Regions from separate parts of the Salmo salar genome. Here region 2 is linked to region 1. Evidence: chromatin contacts called from public Hi-C data. All regions are on one chromosome and are shown on one strand. The core of a region is the stretch at or near the end of the contact, and the rest is flanking DNA. Distances in the headings are between cores, read along the strand shown.

What was found. A called contact is a pair of places that touch in the nucleus more often than the background predicts.
Region 2: a Hi-C map of muscle shows a contact between it and region 1, with 4 times the contacts expected there. The contact joins the promoter of LOC106566626 here to the promoter of mrps25 in region 1. A contact is called at or near these places in 2 of 3 Hi-C or Micro-C datasets (gill and muscle).

The regions. Positions count from the first base shown.
Region 1 is chrssa13:21,977,952-21,984,442 of Ssal_v3.1, reverse strand. mrps25 (mitochondrial ribosomal protein S25) reads right to left here and starts at 2,292. Exons shown (of 4, transcript XM_014134839.2): 1 at 2,061-2,292. The coding sequence starts at 2,194. It overlaps nr2c2 (nuclear receptor subfamily 2, group C, member 2), which reads right to left. Exons shown (of 14, transcript XM_014134843.2): 14 at 4,370-6,491.
Region 2 is chrssa13:22,109,291-22,115,781 of Ssal_v3.1, reverse strand. LOC106566626 (transmembrane and coiled-coil domains protein 1) reads right to left here and starts at 3,549. Exons shown (of 8, transcript XM_014134826.2): 1 at 3,465-3,549.

The sequences.
Region 1 (6,491 bases), core at 1,043-3,542:
TTTGGCAATAATAATAGTCTTAACCATTTGGGACCCCTTGGCTATTTCGCTCAGGACAGCCTAAATCATATTAACTTTCTATTTTGCAGCTCAGGCAGTTATTCAAGACAAGGCTCTTCTGTGCCTTTATAATTCTCACACAAGTAATTTGCTGAAGGCCAAGACTATACTACTTCATCTACTGGTATAACGTCGTTATTGAATGTAGTTCTAAAACAAGCTCTAGACTTTTATTTTGGAAATGAAACTGGGAGCTGCAAAGCAACTAATGCCTGGGCTAGAGTTTAATTATTATTTTTTTTTAACCTTTATTTAACTAGGCACGTTGCTTGATTGACTAGCTAACTTCGACTAGCTACATTCGGTTCACTATTATGTAGCGGTGACTAGTAGCCCTAACTATTATGTAGCTGTGACTAGTAGCCCTAACTATTATGTAGCTGTGACTAGTAGCCCTAACTATTATGTAGCTGTGACTAGTAGCCCTAACTATTATGTAGCTGTGACTAGTAGCCCTAACTATTATGTAGCTGTGACTAGTAGCCCTAACTATTATGTAGCTGTGACTAGTAGCCCTAACTATTATGTAGCTGTGACTAGTAGCTAGGGTTGCAGAATTACAGGAACCTTTAATAAATGACCTGGGTTTTCCAGAAATCCTGGTTGGAGGTTTCCCTGGTTGGAGGGACTCTGACTCTCTATTGGTTTCAGACTTTTGGCCTCCCATCCTATTCTAACCACCTCTCGCTGGCTTTGTATTCATGTTACCTGATGAAATTGCTGTATAATATGATCTTGTTGCCATCTGATGCACATTCAGATGTCATAAATCAGCACTGCAGAGCTCTCCCTGTACTATGCCGTGCCTTGATTGTATTACTGTTGAAAGATATTCAAAGACTCAATCACGGACACTCGTACTGACAGTTGTGGCTGCTTTTTGTGATGTATTGTTGTCTCTACCTTCTTGCCCTTTGTGCTGTTGTCTGTGCCCAAAATGTTTGTACCATTTTTTTGAGCTGCTACCATGTTGTTGTCATGTGTTGCTGCCTTGCTATGTTGTCGTCTTAGGTCTCTCTTTATGCAGTGTTGTCTCTCTTGTCGTGATGTGTGTTTTGTCCTATATTTATAGGTTATTTATGTTTTATTTGTTTAATGCCAGCCCCCTTTCTCTGCAGGTCTTTTGCCTTTTGGTAGGCCGCCATTGTAAATAAGAATTTGTTCTTAACTGACTTGCCTAGTTAAATAAAATGTAAATAAATTCCCAGAATCAAGCGGGAATAAGCAGTAAATCCAGTAGCATCCAACCAGGTTTTCTGGAAAACCAGGGAATTTATTGAAAGTTCCTGGAATTTTGCAACCCTACTAGTAGCCCTAATTATTATGTCGCTGTGACTAGTAAGAAAGAGAGCAACATCCATGCCAATGTTTACACCCTCAGCCCAGCGTCAAGCCAGCTTCAACTTGTGTAAAAACTTCAGACTCCTTAACTCCAATAGAGCTACGGTATGAATTACTGTCCCCTACAGTGAAGGGAGAGAGAAACATAAAGAGAGAGGGAGACTATTTAACTTCAGTAACTTTAAAGTTTATTCTACGGTTTGAATCACCATCCCCTCACTTCTCTATACAAATATTGATACTGATAATACAGGGACTAGCATGAGTATCTTGGGAGAGGAGACCTTTGAATTTTAGATTATCCCATCTAATAGTCGTAAAACAGATCAAATTTTACGTTTACGTTTCACGCTTTTTTTACGATACCTAAATTCAACCTTTTGGCAACTATCTCGATCCATATCAGAAAGTCGGAATTGTAGAAAGATGCCCGAGTTTCCGACTTGGAATTCAGTCGGATGACCGTTTTAAACGATTTTCCCAGTCTGAGCTCCCAGTTGTCTTGAACGCACTGTTAACTCGGCAACTACTGGTTCAATTTATATTGCATATCTGTACAATTCTAACAATGAAACATAAATATCATTTTGAAATATCATTGCTCTCTGCATTGAAAGACATCCAACAGCTAGGTTAACTAGCTAGGATAACAAACTGACCTTGCTCCGTCGCTGAGCTGTCCATGTGTGTTGTAATTTACTGTCAAAATCTTTACTCTGTTTTTCAATACAACTTCTCCTTTCTGGAGATACTCCAGCGTTCGTCTAATGGGGAATCTTCCTTTCATAGGCATTTTTAGTCTTTATTTTCACGTTATAATTTGGAATTGGAAAAGACACACAGCGCTCCAGTTAGGCGCTCTTTGATGACGTAAACTATATGCGTAAAGTTTAAGGCCCTTTACTAGTTACCACAGCCAGAAAGTCATAAACCCTGCCTATTTCTAAACTTTGATTTTAAACCTAACCTTAACCATGCTGCTAACCCTGACCTTAAATTAAGACCAAAAACTAACGTTTGTTTTCATGATTGTTTTGTGACAAAGCCAATTCGACTTTGTGACTGTGATAACTAGTGGAAACCAAAGGTTAGTCTTCTTCTTCAGTGGTGTTTAACGGCAGTTGGCAGCCAATGTTTAGGGTGCATTACCGCCACCAACTGTACGGGGGTTAAAAGGGAAACTCAATATGGTGATCTATACCCAATCCCTCATTTTATCAATCTTCCATAGCTCCCTCCTCAGGCTCTGGGGCCTGAGAGGGTATCACTGCTTGTCACAGCGCATCATCTAACTCCTACCCTGAAAAATATTTTACTCCCAGGATCTACTCTGCCGTATCCACAATAATGTCCATCTTCCTAGACTTTCCCTCCACTTTAGCCGTACCCTTGATCACCATTGCCAAAAATAATCAACAAAGTCCACCTTCTTTGAACTTAACATCGCTGGATCCTGCTGGTGGGAAGACAACTATGCAGCATGCATTGAAGGCCTATTCAACACCATGGAATTCATATGAGTACCTTTCGTTCCCTCCACCTTTTGACAGCCTCTGCATGTGGAATGCTCTGGACGGCCCTGAAATTCTCTTTCACGCTCATCAGGCACTCCAAAGATGTAGCTACATGCTTTCCACCACAGTTGCAACACTTCACAGCTTCTTTGCCACAACTTCCACATCTTGGATTCTTCTGCCTGCAGAAACTCTACATGTCCAACCAATTTCGTGATATCCAATTGGTAGTTACAGTCTTGTCCCATCGCTGCGAACTCGGGAGAGGTCGAAGGTCGAGAGCCAGGCATTCTCCGAAACACGACCCTGCACTGCTCGCTTAACCCGGAAGCCAGCCGCACCAATGTGTCGGAGGAAACACTGTACAACTGGCGACCGAAGTCAGCGGGCATGCCCCCGGTCCACCACAAGGAGTCGCTAGAGCTCGATGGGACAAGGACATCCCGGCCGGCCAAACCCTCCCCTAACCCGGACGACGCTGGACCAATTGCGCGGCACCTTGTGGGTCTCCCGGTCGCGGCCAGCTGCGACACAGCCCGGAATCGAACCCGGGTCTGTAGTGACACCTCTTGCACTGCGATGCTGTGCCTTAGACCGCTTCACCACTTGGGAGGCCCATGTTCAACCATTCTACACCGTTTACACTGCAACGGCCTGGAAATACCACCTTGAAAGGTACTTTTCCTTTAGCTCAAAGCATTACACAGCATGGTAATCAATTCACCTGATAAGCAACACACACTTCCAGCAGAAACACAAAAAATCAAGACCAGCCCACTCCTCGTGACCCTCACCAAACTCCACTTTACCCATACCTCTCTCCACCAACAGAGTTGACAATTCGGGCTCCAATTCTCCCAGAAACCAGACTCCCACCAGATATGAGGTATTATCAACACTAAGTGTCTTCTTTCCCATCCCAACTTTGCTTCTTTTCCCATTCTTTTGGACAGAGGTCCATTCTTCCTTCCACCGCCATCCGATCCATGTTCCACATCCGCCGCCGCCATCCTTCCTTCATCCGCGTCTGTGCTCTTATCTTCTTCTGATGTGCTATCAGTTTCAACCAGAACGGCTGCCTTCTTCCTCTCAACCACTCTCATCGTCCTCAACCCTGGAAAGATATATCCAATAGGATCCTCTCCTGCTGCGATGGCATCCGTGTTCCGGAGTAGTGTCAAAAAATTCATAATAAAAGCACATACCTTTTAAATATATGAAGATATGTTTATTACACTGATAACTGCTGTTCCAGTGGCCTGAGAGGGAATGCTGTGATACAGGAATCAAATTGTTGTCTTCACTGTCAAGTTAAGAGGTAGAATATATGTCTGCCTACAATAACCTTCAGAAAACATCAAGTTACTAGGCTCATTGGTTAGTGTGTGAAAGGTGAAGTTCCTCAGGCCAAGGAATATGTTTCTTTTTTTCTCCAAATACAATATCACATTCGACAGGAAAAGACACTTTTTATATGTACTGTATTTAAAAAGCTACAGACTTGAAACAAAGGCTTTTACAAACCAAAAAACACTGTCCATATCCCCCCTGGTCATATGTAAACAATAGAAAACAGTTTTTGTTGCATTTAGTAGTTAATGCACTGAAATTGCTCAGGCTGATAACATTTATAAGCCACAACATTAAAACTCCACATTTTTCGTACAGCATTTACTAAAATGCATAAGCAATTGCATGCACAGCAATGCACTATACAAAAACAATAACAACGCTCATTTTCTTCAGGGCAAATACTGGCAAGTTGCAATATTATAAAACTCTGATTAAAAAAAGGACATGCACTCATTTGAATGATAATACATGTAGTACAGAGCTCAGTTCACAGAAGTCAAAATAACAGTCTTTGCAGGTTTTAAAACCAGCTATTACAACAGTACACCTATAATTTTAGAGTACATACCTACTTATGACTTCTTTACATGTTATAAGTTAGTGCTACTGGTTTTGTTGCTGTTGGACAATGTACACATATTTTCATGTGGTACTAGAGGTGTGGTACTTTAAGTACACTTAACATGGAACAAATACATTTGTTCTCAACAAACCACATTTTTACATTTTGGAAACTATTATATCACAGAACGATATACTGTGCAAGAATACAAAAGGAAAATACCTGCTTGATGTTCATTCAATAGTGAAACTATAGATAAATCATGCTAACATTAAAGGGAAAACACATTTTGTCTTGAGAACTCAAAATATATATTTTTCCTATGGTGTGAATACCTGCATATGAATAAAACAGTCACTGTAAAGTAAGTCTGGAAGTGGACTGAGATCACTACAGTATGCAGAGCGTGTTACTGCACTCAGTGCACTGTATAATACCAGCTGGATGGAAATAAATAAACAGAAAAGAGAAATACTGGACACAGAACAGGACATCATGTCACACAAGGCTTGATTGTCATGACAGCAAAATAAAATGGTGGCCATAAAGTTGCCCCTAACCACTGATGTTAGACTTTATTTGACCTCTCTAACAGTAAAGGTTAGAACTACCAGGATAATCTGATCTTATATCTATGGGTAAGGGCAACTTTAACCTGGAGCCAGGGTCATGTGGTGATTGAACAAACAAAATCTTCAAATACATTATCTAAATGGTTCAAGTTAAACCATATAATGAATGTGCATTTGCTTTAGGCAGACATAGTAACAAGACTGTTTTTAAACTCCCTCTCTGTAGGATGGATGACTGTCCCCAGCAACAGGCTGTCATCATATGGACTGGTTTAGGGAAAGTTCCATAACAATTGCAGTGAAATGAACCCCCCAAAAAATGAAATGTAACCATTCTAACCGTTCTCCTGTTCGGTTTGAAACAAATAATAGATTTGATGCTCTATCTGAAGTGGAGAGTACATGTAATATTATCCTGAATGGAGTGGCTCAGTACACAAATGGCTTGTCCATCGTCGTATACTCTGTAGATTAAGGATCCAGGTTAGCTGCTATTAAACTGTGAATTAAGTCATATTCCTGATTTAGAGGAATTGGTCGTCTTTTCAACCAAAACGTTTCAGGGACAGACAGAGCTTGAGGCATGGACCAGCATCATAACATAGGCTATTCATACATTTAAATGTTTCTTTTTTACATTGTAATACCTGGTGAAAAGTTCAAAGTACAAAAACACAACAAACCTTTACACCAATTCATGTCTCAGTTTACTCATGTAACGACATTCAGGCAAGCGTCGCTCATTCTTAGTCTATGTCGGCTAAGTGTTAAATACAGGTTATCGAGATTAGAGGCAGAAGCAAGCGATAACTCAATCGATATACTTTTTGTTGAGCATGAATGTACAGTAAGGCCTGCATAAGATAAAACGATATTGAAAGGCTTGAGCGAAAAGGTCAACTTTACAGTACATTGAAGCCATTTTGCTGAAGCAGTAGAGGTGACAGTGACGTGTTAGCCACAGTACCGCTCCCTCTCCAGGGGGTTAAGTGCTCTGAACTACGGAATCTGGACAAGAGACTCACAGTCCCATCATGCATCGCTTTCAGAGAACCATCAAACCCTCATCCAGGGGTCCCCATGGTTACG
Region 2 (6,491 bases), core at 2,300-4,799, 130 kb before region 1:
GCGTTTCAGACTCACATAAACAGATGCAGAGTCCATGGTCAGATCAGATCATGGGTCCTCAGTCTAACGCGGGCAACCACACAGCAGGCAGAGCATCACAGAAACAGAGAGAGAGAGCAGCTTCACAGCCTGCTCACAATCACAGCAGCTCTGGACCAGGCAGGCACAACGTGAACAGAGCAGAGAGGAGGAGAGCGAGCTGGTCGGGGAGGGAGGAGGGCTGGCAAGCGTCATCGCGGTGGTCTGACCAGCGGAGTGAGACATGAATGGCTGTGTCTGATGCGCCCTGAAGGGGCAGAGATGCTCTCAGCCACTTACCAGACAGATAGCGGGATACTGTACTTATAATTTCCGGCCGCTTCTGCGTGTTTGTTTTTGTGGATAGGCAGAAACAGAATGGTTGAATAAGTGAATTGATCAATACAAACAAACCTTCAGTTAAAATCATAGATGCTTGTTTTCCTACTTCTTTGTAGAGTAGAACGAGAATTTAACACCCATGTCTTCTTGTAAAACATTGGAGGGGAAAAAAATAGAAATTCAACTGCTAATCCTCAAAATAATTCCATGTTGGAGAGTCTCCCACTCACTCACACACATAAATACTTGTTTCATGGTTGTGTCCAACTAAAATGAAATTACATTAGCTATTTAACAGACAAAAATACACTATGGTGGACAACAATTGGTAGTTGTCATGTGTTGTAGCTCTCTGGGCCATCCATGGCATGCACATAACCGCAGATATACTATGAAGGATGATGCACCATTGAGAGCATCCTGTCGGGCTGTATCACCACCTGGTACGGCAAATGCACCGTCCGCAACCGCAGGGCTCTCCAGAGATGGTGCGGTCTGCCCAACACATCACCGCGGGCACACTGCCTGCCCTCCAGGACACCTACAGCACCCGGTGTCACAGGAAGAATAAGAAGATCATCAAGGACCTCAGCCACCTGAGCCATGGCCTGTTCACCCCGCTATCATGCAGAAGGCGAGGTCAATGCAAAGCTGGGACCCAGAGACTGAAAAACAGCTTCCATCTCAGGGCCATCAGACTGTTAGATAGCCATCACTAGCCGGCCTCCTGTAAGCTGCCCTGAACTTAGTCACCGTCACTACCCGCTACCACCCGGTTACTCAACCCTACACCTTAGAGGCTGCTGCCCTATGTACATACACATGGACAACTGGTCACTTTAATAATGGAACCCAGGTCACTCTAATACTGTTTTACCCATTTCATATGTATGTACTGTATTCTAGTCAAGGCCATCCTATTCAACTATTGCTGTACATATATTATTCTATCCACATATTCTTCAGATATACTACATATTCTATCCACACACTGTCCATAATGTCTATACATCCCATCACACACGGCATTATTTTCAACTAACTCTGCAACTCTTCCAACTATTGACATTTTTCACAACTGCCACCAGTTTGATGCCAAAACATTGACAAAAAATAAGTACTGATATAGTAAAATAAATATAAGTGTGTAAAAAGGATATTTCATGCTGAAACCCTCATTCTAAACATCAATCGTATTCACTAAGTTGATGGTTTATATTTAGGATAATGTTTTACAGCTTTGTCATTCTATACACAGTACCTGTCAAAAGTTGACACACCTACTCATTCAAGGGTTTTTCTTTATTTGCACTATTTTCTACATTGTAGAATAATAGTGAAGACATCAAAACTATGAAATAACACATGGAATCATGTAGTATTCCAAAAAGTGTTAAACAAATCAAAATATATTTTATATTTGAGATTCTTCAAAGTAACCACCCTTTGCCTTGATGACAGCGTTGCACACTCTTGGGATTCTCTCAACCTGCTTCACCTGGAATTCTTTTCCAACAGTCTTGAAGGAGTTTCCACATATGCTGAGCACTTGTTGGCTGCTTTTCCTTCACTCTGTGTACTCATTAGACCAAAGAACAGATTTCCAAACCATCTCAATTGGGTTGAGGTCAGGTGATTGTGGAGGCCAGGTCATCTGATGCAGCAATCTATCATTCTCCTTCTAGGTCAAATAGCCCTTACACAGCCTGGAGGTGTGTTTTGGGTGATTATCCAGTTGAAAAACAAATGACAGTCCCACTAAGCGCTCTCTCTGGGAAGCATTTATTTGGGCTGCAATTTGAGGTGCAGTTAATTGCCGATTTCTGAGGCTGGTAACTCTAATGAACTTATCCTCTGCAGCACAGGTAACTCTGGGTCTTCCTTTCCTGTGGCGGTACTCACGAGAGCCAGTTTCATCATAGCGCTTGATCTTTTTTTGTGACTGCACTTGAAGAAACTTTCTAAATTCTTGAAATTTTCCGGATTGACGGACTTTCATGTCTTAAAGTGATGATAGACTAATTTCTTTTTGCTTATTTCAGCTGTTCTTGCAATAATATGGACTTTTACCAAATAGGGCTATTCCCCGTGGCTCAGTTGGTAGAGCATGGTGTTTGCCACGCCAGCTTGGTGTGTGCAACGCCAGGGTTGTGGGTTCGATTCCCACGGGGGACCAGTACAAACATTTAAAAAATATATATTCAAAAAATATGGTATGAAATGTATGCATTCACTACTGTAAGTCGCTCTGGAGAAGAGCGTCTGCTAAATGACTCAAATGTAAAAAGGCTATCTTCTGTATACCACCTCTACCTTGTCACAACACAACTGATTGGCTCAAACATTAAGGAAAAAAAATCCACAAATTAACTTTTAACAAGGTACACCTGTTAATTGAAACACATTCCAGGTGACTACCTCATGAAGCTGGTTGAGGGAATGCCAAGAGTGTGCAAAGCTGTCGTCAAGGCAAAGGGTGGCTATTTTGAAGCATTTAAATGAACAGGTATGCCTTGTTAAAAGTTAATTTGTGGAATGTATTTTATTTATTTATTTATTTCTTAATGCGTTTGAGACAAGAGCAAAACAGCAAATTATCACAGGAATAAAAGATGTTTGCAGTGTTTTTAATATGTTAAGCTACTAACACATTAAAGCAGATATTACAGTGTATAAGTTACACTATTGACCAAACAAATAGCACAGATGGAGATAAAAATATAGGGTTCCTTCATATGGTAAGCAAGCAACTTCCTTCGATGACATGACAAGGAAACGTTACAGTATTAGAAGTGTAACAAATTTACAACATCAACATGTGGCTGAACGATACAATCCATTCGTAAGGCTATTGATACAATATAAGTGTATAACGTAGCGAGCTAGAATAGTGACAATCTGCATCACTGAAACAGACACAGGTTGACAGCGCTTGAAGTCCTGTTTGATTGTGTCATTATAAACCAAGACTTATGAAACGTGGTTTTGCGAAAGAAACAACTGTTACGTCTAAAATTGCCGTAGTATTGCACCATAACGGATTCAATAACTGTCACACTATACACATTTAGAGATGATAACTTTAGCAGCAAATTGGCACTTACATGTGAGATGAAAAAAAAAACTGCTCCAGTCAACACACGTCCAACCACAACGCAACGCCACCCCTCCTCTCTGCGCTCTCTCGTGCTGACGTCGGAATAATAGGACGTACAGCAGCAGAGGGCACGGGCAGACCAAACCATTTGGTTCGTTTAGGGGAGCTCACTGCAAAACATCCTCAATTCAATATAGTCTAAACACGCTTCAATAATTTATATAGGCTACTCGAGCGATATTGGTAATTGAAACAAATACATTCTTTAGAATATTGTGCAGGATTTGTAATGATTGTAATCATAATCTAATATCAACTTTTCATTCAACTTGATTATTACAGAGGAACTCGATTTTATTGATGTACTGCTTGTGCCTGTTTCCTGGTCACGCCTATTCTAATTTGTAACCTTGTGGCAATAGCCATACTGTGACAGTATGACAATGTACATATCAGTCATAATAAAAACACTGATTGGTTACAGGGAAAGATTGATCTTGACATTTTCTCGATACAGTCCAGCTCAGTGATATGACACACACTGTATCTAAATTTACCATCAAAACCTGGAGAGGAGAGGACAGAGAGTTGATAGGCCCTAGGAAAACCTGAGAGAAACCACACACATAAGCAGTGCCCCACAAAAGCAGAACCAACCAGACAACTGAGCCTTGCTATAACACGTTATAACAGTCATCTTGGGGAGACATTACATGAGACAGAGTTTGGCTTATCATTTATCTATCCCCTCTCTATTGACATAGCACCTAGCCAAAGTCTTCACGCTCTTCACTCCCAATTGTATATGGCTCTCCTGATTACATTTCCTCTCAGACAGTTTCATTTAAATAAAGTCCAAGGCTCCTGTCTTATAGGCCATCCGTCTGAGAAACTATGGTAATGGGCGATCTATTCCAAATGTCTCTGTGTTCAGACCGTCTTGAGTTCCTCCTCCCCTTAGTTTCTGGTTGGAGTTGGTTTTTACTGCATTATACCGTGTGAGTGGGCAGGGGAGGTGGACCAACAGACCAAAGATAATTTGTTTAAAAAATAAATATTGTTTACAGTACACAGGTATGTAGGCTACCCACATACACACACCTTGCATTTGCACACACACACACACACACACACACACACACACACACACACACACACACACACACACACACACACACACACACACACACACACACACACACACACACACACACACACACACACACACACACACACACACACACGTAACTGGATCCCTACAAATCAGCTAGGCTAGACAATCTGGACCCTCTCTTTCTAAACATTATCCGCCGAAATTGTTGCAAACCCTATTACTAGCCTATTCAACCTCTCTTTCGTATCTTCTGAGATCCTCAAAGATTGGAAAGCTGCCGCGGTCATCCCCCTCTTCAAAGGGGGAGACACTCTAGACCCAAACTGTTATAGACCTATATCATCCTGGCAGTCTCTATGGGGGTGCCACAGGGTTCAATTCTTGGGCCGACTCTTTTCTCTGTATAAATCAATGATGTTGCTCTTGCTGCTGGTGATTCTCTGATCCACCTCTACGCAGACGACACCATTCTGTATACATCTGGCCCTTCTTAGAACACTGCGCTAACAAACCTCCAAACGAGCTTCAATGTCATACAACACTCCTTCCGAGGCCTCCAACTGCTTTTAAATGCAAGTAAAACTAAGTGCATGCTTTTCAACTGATTGCTGCCCGCACCCTCCCGCCCGACAAGCATCATTACTCTGGACAGTTCTGACTTAGAATATGTGGACAACTACAAATACCTATGTGTCTGGTTAGACTGTAAACTCTCCTTCCAGACTCACATTAAGCATCTCCAATCCAAAATTAAATCTAGAATTGGCTTCCTATTTTGCAATAAAGCTTCCTTCACTTCTGCTGTAAAACATACCCTCGTAAAACTGACTATCCTACCGATCCTTGACTTCGGCGATGTTATTTACAAAATAGCCTCCAACACTCTACTCAGCAAATTTAGATCTAATCTATCACAGTGCCATCCGTTTTGTCACCACAGCCCCATATACTACCCACCACTGCGACCTGTATGCTCTCATTGGCTGGCCCTCACTACATATTCGACGCCAAACCCACTGGCTCCAGGTCATCTACAAGTCTCTGCTAGGTAAAGCCCCACCTTATCTCAGCTCACTGGTCACCACAGCAACACCCACCTGTAGCACGCGCTCCAGCAGGTATATTTCACTGGTCAACCCCAAAGCCAACACTTCCTTTGGCCGCCTTTCCTTCCAGTTCTCTGCTGCCAATGACTGGAACGAATTGCAAAAATCACTGAAGCTGGAGTCTTATGTCTCCCTCTAACTTTAAGCATCAGCTGTCAGAGCAGCTTACCGATCACTGTACCTGTACACAGCCAATCTGTAAATAGCACACCCAACTACCTCATCCCCATATTGTTACTTATCCTCTTGCTCTTTTGCACCCCAGTATCTCTACTTGCACATCATCATCTGCACATCTATCACTCCAGTGTTAATGCGAAATTGTAACTATTTCGCCTCCATGGCCTATTTATTGCCTTACCTCCCTAATCTTCTACATTTGCACACACTGTACATAGATTTTTCTATTGTGTTATTGACTGTACGTTTGTTTATGTGTAACTCTGTGTTGTTGTTTTTGTCGCACTGCTTTGCTTTATCTTCGCCAGGTCGCAGTTGTAAATGAGAACTTGTTCTCAACTGGCCTACCTGGTTAAATAAAGGTGAAATAAAATACATTTCAAAAATCCCACACACAGATGATCATCAACAGTAATACTTGGTAGTAAACTCTATTAAATCATTACTGCAAAATCTGTTTAGGACAGTTTGCTACTGTAATGTGAATGTTGTTTCTTTCTGAACACCAGGGGGCAGTATGGCCATGACGATGAGATGCTGTTCAAGTTAAGACACAGACATCTCAGATTCATATATCTGTTATCCCATCAACACAGCAACTTATGTTTCTGCCCTTCATCCATCGTCATATTTC